Regions from separate parts of the Mus musculus genome. Here region 1 is linked to region 2. The links are chromatin contacts, called in public promoter capture Hi-C maps. All regions are on one chromosome and are shown on one strand. The core of a region is the stretch at or near the end of the contact, and the rest is flanking DNA. Distances in the headings are between cores, read along the strand shown. Region 1 holds the start of Copg2 (coatomer protein complex, subunit gamma 2). Region 2 holds the start of Smkr-ps (smal lysine rich protein 1, pseudogene).

What was found. Capture Hi-C pulls out chosen DNA fragments and counts their contacts.
Region 1: a contact with region 2 is called in a promoter capture Hi-C map of adipose tissue. The contact joins the promoter of Copg2 here to the promoter of Smkr-ps in region 2. A contact is called at or near these places in 1 of 39 promoter capture datasets (hippocampal neurons), 1 of 484 Hi-C or Micro-C datasets (CD4 T cells) and 1 of 9 other capture datasets (adipose tissue).

Annotation. Positions count from the first base shown.
Region 1 is chr6:30,892,209-30,898,963 of GRCm38.p6, forward strand. It overlaps Copg2 (coatomer protein complex, subunit gamma 2), which reads right to left and starts at 4,586. Exons shown (of 24, transcript NM_017478.3): 1 at 4,453-4,586; 2 at 3,334-3,386; 3 at 2,639-2,719. The coding sequence starts at 4,489. Tsga13 (testis specific gene A13) reads right to left here. Exons shown (of 8, transcript NM_054073.2): 8 at 4,773-5,035. The coding sequence ends at 4,866. It overlaps Gm38781 (a long non-coding RNA gene), which reads left to right. Exons shown (of 4, transcript XR_003956419.1): 3 at 862-944; 4 at 1,032-1,581.
Region 2 is chr6:29,979,205-29,986,730 of GRCm38.p6, forward strand. Smkr-ps (smal lysine rich protein 1, pseudogene) reads left to right here and starts at 6,125. Exons shown (of 2, transcript NR_040264.1): 1 at 6,125-6,262.

The DNA of each region.
Region 1 (6,755 bases), core at 3,336-5,835, 910 kb after region 2:
CTCCTCCTGCCTCTATGAAGGTGCTCCCCTACCCACCCACCCCGGCATTCCTGTACACTGGGGCATCAACACCCTCGGTCCCAAGGATTTCCAAGGAGCTTGGAAATTCTTACAGAAGAATAGGAGGAAGGATTGTGGGTCCAGAGGGAGATAGAAACTCCACAGAAAGACCAACAGAGTCAACTAACCTGGACCCTGGGCTCACTTTGGGCTCTGAGAGTCTGAACCACCAACCATAGAACATACACAGGCTGGATCTAAGTCTCCCTGGTCATATGTACAGATGTGCAGCTTGACTTTCATGTGGGTCCTGAACAACTGGAGCTGGGGCTATCCCAAAAGCTGTTGCCTGGATGAGGGATATGTTCTACTAGCTGGGCTGCCTTGTCTGGCCTCAGTGGGAGAGAAAGTGCCTAGCCTGGCAGAGACTTGAAGTGCCAGGGTGAGGGGAAATACCCAAGGGGGCCCCATCCCCACAGTGGAGAAGGGGAGAGGGAAGGAGGAAGGATTGTCAGAGGTGGTGACTGGGCGGGGGAAACAGTGAGCGGGATGTAAAGTGAATAAGTAAAAAAATAATAATAATAAATTTAAATTTAAAAAACTGACTTAGGTTTAGGATGAAGGATAATGTATAAGAAGAGTTTACAACTATTTAAATCAGTGTCCAACTTGCTTATCAATAAGAGACCTTTTTTAATGTGAAACTTAACAAATACCCAGAAGCCTGTGCAATTCTTTATATACGAACAATCTTAAGTTACAAATTTAGACTTACAATTCAGAACCTGTGGCTCTGTAGAAATTTTGAAGTGTTTTGGGTTGTTGTTTGTTTGTTTTCTTTTCTCACAATGATCTACCAAGGACCAGGGAAGGAGACAAATGAACACTCCCAAACCTTTCTGCTTGACCAAGTTTATGCTGTCCTGGGCAATCTCCTTCTCAAGGTAATTGTTTCAACATTAGTTGCTCCAACAAAGAGGTATTGGCCAACCCTGACTCTGACTGCTTCAAATCAACTTTCCCTACTGCAGATTCTGCGAGCACAGTGGAACTGGCCACTTCTGACACAGTACAGAAGCTGCTCTGCAGAGTTAAGTCAAACCGGTTTCCGCTCAGACGTCCTGAACTAACTAACATGCCACCACAGCTCTGCTGCTCAAGAAGACATGTCTTTTGTTTCTCAAGTTTCAATTTGCAAACAACAAAATTTTATTAAAACTCTAAATTAGGGGTTTTAAAAATATAATTAAACTTTATTTGTAAAACAACAAAACTTTAATTATCAAATAAAACGATAAAGAAAAAAACTCCTGATGAGGTAGTGATGGGGACCGCTCAGGGGATAAAGACACTTGACACTTGTCATCAAACCTGAAGTCTTGAGTTCAATTCCCAGGTTCTACATGACAGAAAGAGAACTGACTGCCACATACACTGATGTAAGCACACACAAAGTTAATAAGCAAAGGTAAAAAAGCTAAATGCTTTCTTAGAATTTAAGTTGGAAAGTATAACACATTTAGCATTACATATAAATAATCCAGATACACAATATATATAAAGGTATATATATAAATACCTATAGAGATACATATATTGTCTATGAAATAAAATTCTATTTTCTAAGGTTCTAAATGTTTTTGAGATTGTATTTACAGTTTGAGGCAAAAGCAAATAGGAAAATTAATAGCAATAATAGAACACAGAATTTTTTAAATATATGTTTTTGGTTTTGTCTGTTATAACTCTAGTACCTAGAACAGTTCATAAGACACAACAGGTATGCAGTAAAACTCACTGAGTTACAATGGAAAGTATTTCTGAATACAAATATGCCTAGCACTATGATAACTGTTTATAGCTAGTATTTCACTTAACTATAAAGCTTAAAACATTGGTATTATAACCTCATTTACATCATGAGGCACATAATGGTTAAATTACTTGTCTAGAATCATATTGACAGTATTAGTGTAATAACTGATACTAATATAAAACCTGAACATTAAGACAAAAATTTCAACATTTCACTATCATGCCAAATAAATAAGCAAAAAAAAATCTTGAAATATATTCTAACTTTACATTGTATTTTCAAAGGATCTCAAAATACATGCAAGCTGCTGTTGGCACAGCAGTTACAAACACTTGTTACTCTACAGAGGACCCAGGTTTGATTCCCAGAACCCACAGAGTGGTTCCAAGTAACTCTAGTCTCAGGTGACCTGATGCCCTCTTCTGACCTCTGTGAACCAAGAGCACACACATGGTGTGCACATACATACATGCAGGTAAAACATGCATACACATAAAATAAATAAATAAATCTTTTTAAAAAATACTAAAAATAAATACATGTAACAAGTATGTTCTAAGTAGTATTTGTTGAATTCAAATCAACATATCTATTGAAATGTACATGTTTAGTTGGTCTAATACCTCATGAATTTAAACAAGGAATATAGGCTCAGTCCTTGTATTAAAGAACTTTCACACATTATTGTTCTAATCACACACTGTGGATTTTCAAATTACATGATTTTCTTTTTTAAACAATTCTGCTTTTCAGTAAGTTCTTCACTGTAGGTTATATATTTCTATCTTAATACACAAATCGAAGGAAATCAGAATAGTTTACCTGGTTGAGTAAGTAAAGAATCTTTGTCAAGATATGCAAGCATCTTCTTGGATTGATGGGCGTTTCGTTGAATATGCGTGCCTACAGAAATATGCAAAACAGTATGCTGTATATTGTGTATGTTCTATCACAGAGGATATCAAATCATCTTTAGTAGCATTAACAATATGTTAGTACAATATCCAAGTAATGCAGGTTGTCTATGCTCTCAAGGTAGTATGACGTACAATAAATTACCAGACATTATCTGCTTTCCTGGCTATATTTTATTCCTTTAGGTTGACAACTTCAACTTTAAAGACTTGACCAGAGTCTCTGTCTACATATGAATGCCTCGAGTTTAATATCTGTAAGCTCTTCTAATAACCTTGCACTTACCACTCCTGACATGTCATTAAAATCCCCCAGCACACGACAGAGTCTATATGTCTGTACGTTTCTATAGTCCCAGCCTCTCCCTTGTCCTCTACTCCACAATCTCTGCACTGCTACACTCCGTTGTCACTTTTAATATAGAAATAAAAAAGGGATTTCTAGTTTTGATCAAATGTGGGGGAAGACCGATATTCAGACTGTCAGGTGGGTCTACGGTCCTTCACTGTTTTTTTGGCTGTCCTGACTTTTGTACTTCCTAGGTTCTTTGCCCATTATTCTCAAACAGAATTGATAAGGCACTGTACACATCCAAGCCATACCTCCTGCAAGACAGCACTCTTCTCCAAATGCTGGAAAGGATTGGAACCACTACCTATAGTATAAGAAAAAGAGAAGGTCTTCAATAGCTGGACTACAAAGACTTTTCTAAAGGAGGATATTGCATGCTTGGAAATCTCACCTAAACAGAATGATCCCTTGGAAGTCACAAGGACAACTATTACTAATATGCAAAGAAGTTGGATGAAGTAATTTTGATTCTGGTTCAAATTCTGTCATTGCCATACTGAGATATCTTGGACTTCTCCTGATATAGGAACCCTATCCAAAATGAGTGCCTTCATTCCCTGCTTCCCCCTCCCCCATCCCATGGATGTTAACAAATGTGTCGGTTTCCACCACCACCAAGAGTAATGAGATGACAGGACACTATGGATTTCCCTAAAAGCAAGCCCTATTTTATGTGTTTCACACATTTACTGAAGCAGAAAGGAACAGTTTCGCAGAGAGTCACAGATGTAAAGGCCATGCAGGATGAGGCCATGAAGGTCCACTAACCCAACCTTCCACCACACTTGTGAGAGCAGCTACCACTGAAGAGCTGAAGATTTTTTTTTTTTTTTTTGAAGAGGCTTGGCATCTTCCCCACTTGCACTGCACCACAGACAGGTATCAACACGCAAGTCACTTCTGGATGCCTGAGCATTCAATGAGCTGTGTCCCACCGGGCAGTCTTAACCCCTGGGAACAGGAGAATCAAGGCCCTTCAGAGTCCATAAACACGCAACCCTGGCCCGGTCGACCCCAGCTCCCAAAACAGGGGGTGCTCGCCCTGGGGCCTAACCCCACCAGCAACCCCAGGGTACCGAGACTTGCGCGCGCACCTCCTCGCCCCCCGACAGGGCCCCACGGAGGGCCGGCTCGGAGGGGCTCGATCGGGGGGCGGGCGCGGGGGGCGGGGACGCGCCGGGGCGGAGCCGCCGAGCGCTCGAGGCGACTCCCGGCCAGGAGCGCGCGGCCCGAGGGGAGGCCCCGGCGCCGGGGGAGGGGCTTCGGGCAGACCCCGCCGCTGCGGCCGCCCCCCAGAGCAGGTGGCTGCGGGCGAGGGAAGGGGGGAAACCCTTGCGCCTGAGAGTGGGCGTCCGGAGCGCCGCGCGTACCAGACTCCTCGTCCTTCTTGTCGAATTTTTTAATCATCTTGGACGGCTTCCCAGCGCCCAGACCCACCGCAACCGTCCCAGGCGCCGCAGCCGGCGAGCGGAAGACGCTGCAGGAAGGCAGGCCCTGGGTTCTCGCACCGGTTGGGCCGGCGGGCCGTCACTCGGGGCCAAGGCCCGCCCCCCTCGGGCCTCCGCGGCCGCCCTTGCCCCCTAGGGACGCAGGCACGCCCCCTGCTCCGCCCACTGCCGCACGGGGGCGTGGCCAGAATCTGCCCGGAGGCTCACCACGCCCCGCTTCACAAACTCTGCAAGCCAGGTCTGAGACAACAAACAGGGAACTTTATTTGGTTAGTGACTTCTCCAGGCCCCCTCAGTTCTTGGAGAGTGAGGAGTGGGGCTTTAAGTCTTTGTCTTCACCAAATGACAGCCGCATCTTTGACAATCCACTGCTGGGCCCTTCCATGGCGAAAGAAGCTCTCCCCTGGCACACTTCTTGTAGGCTTCTCTTCTAGGAGCTTTGAAAATGTCAGGGGTTCCCAAAATACTTGCGAAGTTGGTGTTTCACTCTCTGACTTCATGGAAACTACGACAAAGCATAGGACACGTTGAATGTGCGACTCTGAGAGCACTAGAAGCGTACTAAAAGGAAGGCGTGATGTGATCCATTTGAGGAGACCGAAAAGCTGGTCTTAATTTAACTTTCCAAGAGGGTAGATTTGGGGACTGCCATTCCCAACTTCTTATGATTCCTTCTTCACCCAAACCAGTGTAGTTTTCTTGGCTTTCACCATTTTCAAATGATTCAATCTGCATAACACTCAAGTAATTTAAGGGATACTCATGTGTCTCAGTGCTTTTCCAAATGTTTTCTCTTTTTTTTTTTTTTTTTTTGTCCTCGTCTCAGAGTATGAAAAACACGCTTTTAATGCCTTGGGCATCGAAGACATCACATTTCTAGAAGGTCTTTCCAGCTTCACCTGTTCTTAGGGCGTTGACTACTTTAAGATCTTAATGACAGTCCTTCCTCCGTTGAGGGCGTGGTTTGCCTCTTGGGCAACCTTCTAACCAAACTTGACAACTTCTACTCAGATCTCTCTCTCTCTCTCTCTCTCTCTCTCTCCCTCTCTCTCTCTCTCTCTCTCTCTCTCTCTCACACACACACACACACACACACACACACACACAAATGATAGGGCATCATTTGGGGGACAGAGATGTTAGCTTAGAAATGGCACCACTAGTAAAACACCCTGGCAGCTTTGTTATTGTTGAGGAAATGCACCATAACTGTCTGTTCATTTTAGGTACAAAAGTAAAGCACTCATATTTGGAGAGGGCATATGTAGTCGCCATAAATGACACTAGAGCTGAAGGCTGACATATTACTTTATACATGAAGATCTATCTCATCCTGACAGGGCTTAGAAAAGGTCCTACCTAGATTATGCTACATACCCTTAAGAAAAATTTCAAACTGGGCATGATAGCACACACGCTTTTAATCCCAGAAGGCAGATCTCTGAGTTCAAGACCAGCCTGGTCTACACAGCAAATTCCAGAACAGCCAGGGCTATACAGAGAAACCTTGTCTTGAAAAAACAAAAAGAAAAAGAAAAAATTCCCATCATATATAGATTCCGCTGAATAATGTGCCCAAACCTTAGTAATGGTGCCACTTAAAATGTTACTCCATCCCGATTAAAAATACTATGCTAGGGACTGGAGAGATGGCCCAGTAATTAAGAGAATTTATTGCTCTTGCAGAGGACCTGAGTTCAATTCCCAGCACTCACGTGGTGGCTGACAAACCATCAGTAACTCTAGTTCCAGGTGATCCGATGCCCTCTCCTCTGATCTCTGTGGGCGCCGTAAGTGGTAAGCGGATATACACACAAGCAAACCACTCATACATAAAATAAAATGAGTAAACCTAATTTTAAAATGTAAATACTATACTAATGATTCTAGCTACCTCATTTGACTTATATAAAGTCCGACCAATATTCATCATGTGAAATTTCTCATGAAAGAAATAGATGTTTCCTCTTCTACAATCTTTGGCTGAAAATGAAACAAGCTTTGGAGAAGAGGCCCTCTTCTCCCTTGGACTATAGCCATTAAGAGTTAGGTAAGGACAGGGACATGAAGCCTGGCGATTGCTCAAAACAGGTAATGTGAGAGGAACATGTGGAAGAGTGAATAAACTGGGGCTGAGGTGAGACTGAGCTCTTTTAAGCGAGATGGATCGCTCTGCTGCCTCAGCTGTTTCCCACATTGATCTAGGGGTTTTTTTGGTTTGATTG
Region 2 (7,526 bases), core at 4,875-7,374:
TGATCTGTTGCTATGTATTGTGATGCTGCATACTGGCCCCCAAGATCTGGTTGCCTCAGGGATGAGGGAATCCTCATCACACCAAGTGATGCTATCTATGTACCTTGCTCCAAATGTAAAACTATTGGTTGAATATAGATGCCTACAGAGTATGGCTGCGCAGAAGAGAGGTAGGCGAAGCTTTAGTTCTCGGGAGTTAGGGCTGGGAGAGACCATGAGAGGAGAGAGAAAGTGGAGAGAGAGGAAGATGGCATGGGGTGAGGGATCATGAGAACTGCCATGAGGACTGGCCAGTCGGAGTAAGAGTGTCCCAAGTGGAACATGGCAAGTCATATTTTGGGGCTATTGGCAGGGAAGTAGACAAAATAGCATATCTGCCCAGTTCTAGTGCTTTAACTATTTATTGTAAATATAAACATTTTGTGTCTTTTACCTGGGAACCAAATGATTAATGTGGGGATAGAAACTCCCGACTGAGATTAAATATTGACAACAGAGTGTGGTGGTGCATGTCTCTAATCCCAGCACTTGGGAAGCAGAGGCAGTTCAATCTCTGTGTTCCAGGCCACCCTGGTCTACAGAGTGAGCTCCAGGATAGCCATGGCTACACAGAGAAACCCTGTCTCAGAAAACAGCAACAACAAAGCAAGCTAGTAGGCAATGTTCCCCCACAGTTCCTGCCTCTGTTCCTGTTTGAGTTCCTGCTCTGACTTCTCTCAATGATCATTGGTCAGGATGTAAAAAGCCAAATAGCCCTTTCTTCCCCCACCCCCCAAGTTGCTTTTTGGCCATGGTGTCTATCAAAACAAAAGAAAGCAAACAAGAACAGAAAAAGAGAGTTTGGTTTTTTTGGTTTGGTTTGGTTTGGTTTGGTTTTTTTCGAGACAGGGTTTCTCTGTGTATCCCTGGCTGTCTTGGAACTCACTTTGTAGACCAGGCTGGCCTCGAACTCAGAAATCTGCCTGCCTCTGCCTCCCAAGTGCTGGGATTAAAGGCGTGCACCACCACCACCACCACCGAGAGGAGAGCTTTAACTCTGCTGAATGTAAGTAAGGATTCCCTGACCTCACCGAGAAACTTCAGAGCATAATAGAAGCTAGTTCACTGGTTGAGGTAATAAGGCCATGACCTGAGCAAAGTGTTCACCAAGCTGCCCGTTGTCGGGATTCTCTTAATGTTAGCCATCTACAGTGCTGAGAGGATGAAGTCTGTCCTGATGAGAATGTCAAGGGAGGGCCTGATACAAGATAATTTCCGAAAGAAAAAGAACGATTTCCCAGGCCAAGGGCGATGGCTTCATCATTCAAGACTGGTGAGTTGGCAAAGAGAGAGTGTACACAATTGGGAGGCATGGCTATCACTCGGTGGAGACCAGGAAGTGGCCAGCAGCTGAAGCACAGAGGCTGCTGGTGGGGGCTGAAGACTGGGCTCAGACAGAGGTCATTCATCACTATGGAGACTGTTTTAGCCCACAAGATGAGATCACTAGGCTATGTGAATGTGAGTGTGGTTTACTGAGGGAGGACATGGGCTCTGAGGTCAGTTCGTACTTGGAGTGCAGCAAGAGGCAGGTAGACATGGGATATCTCCATGAGATCGGGATGAGCCAGGGGCATGATGCATATCCCAGAAACAAGTGGGAGAGAGACTACGGGAAATGCTATAGTGTGGATATGGCATGTGCCCCCAAAGGGGTCCCGTGTCAGAAGCTTGATGTCCACTGTGGCAATACTGAGGTGATGCAGTAGGCATGGTAGCACCATCCCAGATTCCCAGCACTCAGGAGGCTGAGGCAGGAGGATCAGAGGTGGCTTTACTCTTCTACACGTTCACTTCATGAGAATCTCACGCATGAGCACACATTACCTCATTTTCATCCCTTCCTCCCTCCCTTCAGCATTTTCCCTTGGAGTGAGTATGCCTAGTGAAACCCTCTCCAAACTGAGCCAGGCCCAGTATTCAGGAGGCAGAAGCAGGAGAGACATCCCTAAGTTCACACAGAAAGTCTCACACCATCCAGGACTATAGAATGACATCCTGTGTCAAAAACAGAGCCTGGGGAGAGGGTGCTGGGGAGATGGCTCGGTGGTTAGGAGCACTGACGGCTCTTCCAGAGATCCTGAGTTCGATTCCCAGCAACCACATGGTGACTCACAACCATCTACAATGTGATTTGATGCCCTCTTCTGGTGTGTCTGAAGACAACTACAGTAAGAGCTAAGATAAATAAACAAACAAACAAATAAATCTTTCAAATGTTTAAAAACAAAACCAAACCAAAAACAGAGACTGGGAAGATGGCTCAGTAGGTAAAGGCACTAACCACAAAGTGGACAGCCTGAGTGTACCCGCATGGTAGAAGGAAAGACCAACTCCCATAAGCTGTCCTGTGAGCTCCACATTGCAAATGCCCACACATACTTGCAAATAAATGATAAATAAATAAATAAATAAATAAAGGCATGGCCTACTAGAAGGTAGGTCATTGGCATTGAGGTAGGTCTTATTGGGCTAGAAGTATCACTCAGAGCTAGGTCCCAGCTCTGTAAGAAAGAAAAGTAGAAAGCTGGCCAGCTCATGTTTAGGTGGACATGGAGGCACATACTTGCAATCTCAGCACTCAGAAGGCAAAGAGAAAAAAATAAAAGGGAAAATTTATTATTATAAAGAGTGAGTCTGGGGCTGGAGAGATGGCCCAGCAGTTAAGAGCACTAACTGTTCTTCCAGAGGTCCTGAGTTCAATTCCCAGCAACCACATGGTGTCTCACTACCATCTGCAATCAGATCCTATGCCCTCTTCTGGCATGTCTGAAGATAGCAACAGTGTACTCATATCAATAAAATAAATCTTTATAAATAAATAATTAATGAGCCTAACCATTAAGTCTTTCTGGCACCCTCCCTCTTTTACCACATTCTGATGCATTCATGTCTTGATGACATCTGCCTACTGTTATGACCTCACAGAAGGAGAAACTGAAAGGATTTCTGATCTTTCAGTCTCCAAAACTGTGTGCCAAATAAATCTTTTGTCATCCCTTACCTTGGGTATCTTATTACAGCCACAGAAGATGATGGCTGTGTCTTCTGGTGACTTCTGAGCAGGAAGTAGCCCTCACACTTGGTAAGGTGAAGGGGACTCTACTTCCCACTGAACGTGGGGACAGTAAGTACATACTGTGCCTGCCTACATACAAGTGGCTGCTGCAGAGATCTGGGCTTCGTCTAACAGGCAGAGTATTGCTCCTGTTTGCCTGGCCTTAACCTTCAACGGGGCCTCTGATCAACAGGGCATTCAAGATCCAGAGAACACAGAAGCAGCAGCCAAGGGCATGACAGAATCACAACCCCCAGAGAAGAACGAGACCGGCAAGCATTTGTGGTGCTAAGAAGGGAGCTAGAAAAGCTGTCTGAGGGCTGGAGAGATGGCTCAGCGGTTAAGAGCACTGATTGCTTTTCCAGAGATCCTGAGTTCAAATCCCAACAACCACATGGTGGCTCACAACCATCTGTAATGAGATCTGATGCCCTCTTCTGGTGTGTCTGAAGACAGCTACAGTGTACTTACATATAATAAATCTTTTTTAAAAAGAAAAGAAGGGGCTGATGAGATGGCTCAGCAGTTAAGAGTGCTGACTGCTCTTCCAAAGGTCCTGAGTTCAAATCCCAGCAACCACATGGTGGCTCACAACCATCAGTAATGAAATCTGATGCCCTCTTCTGGAGTGTCTGAAGACAGCTACAGTGTACTTACATATAATAAATAAAATATTTTTTAAAAATAGAAAAGCTGAGTCATAGATATCAGTCACTGAACAGTTTTGAAAGTGAGTGACCCATGGTTTGGCCTGTGCTTTAAAATATGAAGGGATATAGAAGTCGGGGCAGCAGGATGTCAGGACTACAGCAGCCCAGGCAAAGACCATACAAGTGGGAACATGGCAGTGATCATAGGGACATTAGGCCAAAGGCAAGGGTGGCAGGGTGTGATGCCAGGTACATTGACGGTTTGGAGCTTCCTGGGAGTGCGAGCTGCTGTAGAGACCTGAGAACGTCAGGAGGCATGGGGGTTGGGAGATATTAGTGGTTCCTTCTCTTGCTTTCTCCTATTTCCATTTTGTATTGATCTATTCAGCTTATAAAGTGAGCATTTGTATATTCCCTCAGAATAAAGACTACCACTGTCTGTCTGAGTCACTCTTCCATGGCTGTGAAGAGACACCATGACCAACTTATAGAACAAAGCATTTACAAACTTTTTCTTTCTGGCCTCGCTCTGCTCTGGCCCTGCTCGCTCCTGCCACGCTTCTCTCCCCACCCCCACCTCGCTCAGGCATTTATTGGGGGGCTTGCTTACAAATTCAGAGGGTGAGCCCATGACCATTATGATGTAGAGCATCGCAGCAGGCAGGTAACCATGACACTGGAGCAGGAGCTGAGGGCTTACATCTTATCCATAAGTTTGAGGGAGGGGAGGGAGGGGAGGGAGGGATGGGTCTGGCACAGACTTTTGAAACTGCCAAAGCCCTCCTCCAGTGACACACCTCCTCCAGCAAGGCCACACCTCTTCATTCTTCCCAAACAGTTCCACCAACCAGGGACCAAATATTCATATATATGTGCCTGTGGGGACTGTTATCATTCAAAACACCCCATTGTCACTCCCAACGCAATGAAGTCTTCTAAACCTTGTATGTAGTCAAGAACCCACTTCACCATGGTACCACCATCACAAGTTGTTGATCAGGAAAAAAAAAAAGGAACAAATTTTGAAATGATCCCAGTAGAGATTAACCTTGGAAAGCTGCAAACAAAACAAAGCAAAACAAAACATTGAGATACAGGCAGGGAAAGGGGCTCACTCCCAATCCTTGGATTAGAAGCCAGTCCACAAAGGAGAAAACACAGAGTTTGCCATATCAAGGGATATATAAATCATGATAAAATTGCCAGACAAAACACAGTCTTGTCAGTGAAAACTCCAAAGGACATAAAGACTTGATTTTGAAAGTCATTTCACTAACCAGGCTGGAGAAAAGCTAGCAAAACCTACTATAGCATGTAAGGTCTTTTCAGGATTTTAACCTGCTTCTTGGTTCACCTGCCTCCTGCCCTGGGTTTACCATATCCGGCCCATGATTTGGACTGTTCCTGGTCGTTTGGGTTTTTTTGTTTGTTTTGTTTTGTAACGTTTATTTGTTTTTATTTTTTTGTGTGGTGAGTGTTTTGTCTGCATGTGTATCAGTGCACTGTATAGTGAGCTGCCTGGTGCCTGTGGAGGTCAGAAGAGGGCGCTGGATCCCTGGGACTGGATGGTTGTGAACAGCCCTGTGGGTGCTGAGAGCCCAACCTGGGTCCTCTGCAAAAGCAAGTGCTCTTTACCACTGAGCCAACTCTGCACCTATCACTTTTAACTGTGGCCAGCGCTTGCAATTCATACCCTTCCTCTTTGCTGTGTTCCCATCTTCCTCCTCCAACCTTTTTAGTTCAAGAACCTTGGCTCATATTGGGCACTGAATTCCCATGGCAAGCGGGAGTCAGGCACGCGACAGATATACAATATCCGCTTACTGAATAAAATGGAATGGCAAGTTCTAAAAAAATAAAAAAAATAAAAAAAAAACAATTGGAGTTATGCCCCCAAACGCATTCCCTTTCTGGGAGAAAAGGATGGACTCACAAGGTTAGAAGCTAATCCCACCCATAATGTACGAACCCTGCCCACTTTCCTCTCCTGAGGCCTGTACTAGACTCTTACAGACATTTCTTCTGTTATTCTCACCTCGACCCTCAGAGACCTTATTCTTGTTTATCAGAAGAAGTGAAAGAGTTTCTGAAGATTTCAAGAGACTGATTTAGCTTACACTCTCTCTAGCCTTTCCTTCCCAAAGACAAAACTGCTGATCTTGGCGGCCCGCCCCTTCCCCTCATGCCCCGCCCAATCGCACTGCCGGAGACAAAACTTTGCAACTTTGCTCCCAGTTTGAGTTCTTAATCATCGTCACCTCCGCGTAAACCGAATCGGAACACACAAACTGAGCTCACAAGGGCTCCGCCCAGTGCGGCATGCCCCGCCCCGGTGCCCTAGCAACAAATAAACAGTTCGAGGTTCCGCGGGGTTTGTGCACTCGAAAGCGAGCTGTCCGGGTGCCGCCCCGAGTGGAGTGAGCCGAGCCTTGCTTACCAGCATCTGCGCCTCCGCACACCGCGAAGGCGCCCAATTGGAGGTGCGGCCACGGCCGGGGCAGGCGGCACAACGCCGGTGAGAGCGCTCGCGGAGGCTAGGGAAGCACCAGGATCGGGGCCGGAAGACTGCGACGCCGGGGTGGGGGAGTAGAGGTGGGGGGTATGGGGAAGAAATGTGGGGCCTGAATTTCGAGACTGGGGACTGGTGTCACAATCACCTCAGCTGAGATAGAAATGACCACGGAAATACCCATCTTAAAGTGGGAGGTTCGCAAGCGCTCGCCATAGCCCCAGTAAGCCTTTGAGACCTAGGTCTTTTGTCGTCCCCACCGGTACAGTTCAACCCAGCGTATAGTAGGAGGGCTCATTCTGAGACGGACTTAAGATGGACTTAAGATGACCTGCATCTGATGGACAGCAGCAGCAGATTCAGGCTGTACCCTTTCTGTGAAACTGGTTTTAGTCCCTTGGTTCTGTGGGGTAACTTTTTTCACTCCTAGAAGATGCTTTGGCGTTTGGGAAATAGAGGAAGATCAGCAACGAGGTTTGGATCCCCCCAAACTAAGTACACGCCAATAAGGGACTGTTCAGGCTGCCCTGAGATGTATGGTGGAATTCTTTACATGTAATAAAGTAAGGTTGGCCTTGGGAGGAGGGAGAGGTGTCCACACTGCATCTAACCCCACCCTACCCTAACCCTCCTCCTGCCGGTGCCGTCCTTCCCAGCCTCATTTTTCTTTCTAGAGTGGCTGTGGTTTTGTTGCCCCTGTCCGCAGCCCTCAGGGACACGCTGTTCTCTTCACTGTTGAACTTGCTGCTAAGCATGCACTGGGTAAAGGGGCCTCAACTTCTTGCACAATTATGGTATTACCATCTCTGCTTAAGGAAAAGTCTTCCCCGAACTAGACGGATGTTGCTCTCCTTGCACCTGCCCTATGGCTGCTACTAGTCTTTTTATCTCCTAGAGTAGAAATACCTCCTGGTCCCTCCTGTCCTGTAAGTACCCACAGCCCTTTGCACCACGCTTGAGGTGTCCTGCCTGTCTTGCTTTCCTTTAGCCTGCAGTTTGGGATGTGTTTAGTAAGCCTGCGGTTCTAATGTTTTCTTCTGGAACTAAGTATAGTATTAAGTAAAGGTGCCATCTCCTGACTTGTTTCTCGGCTTCTACTCTACTGCTCTTCTTTTTCCGGATCCAGGAAAATGAAGAATAACTTACAAAGCCCTCGAAACTAACGGCTTCTTCCGGCTCTTTGTATAAATGTCCAGCTTGTTAGTTTACAGAGGCTGAAGGCCAAAGCTGCTCTTCACTTGCTTTCCAGACCTGATCGCCCCTCCCCCTT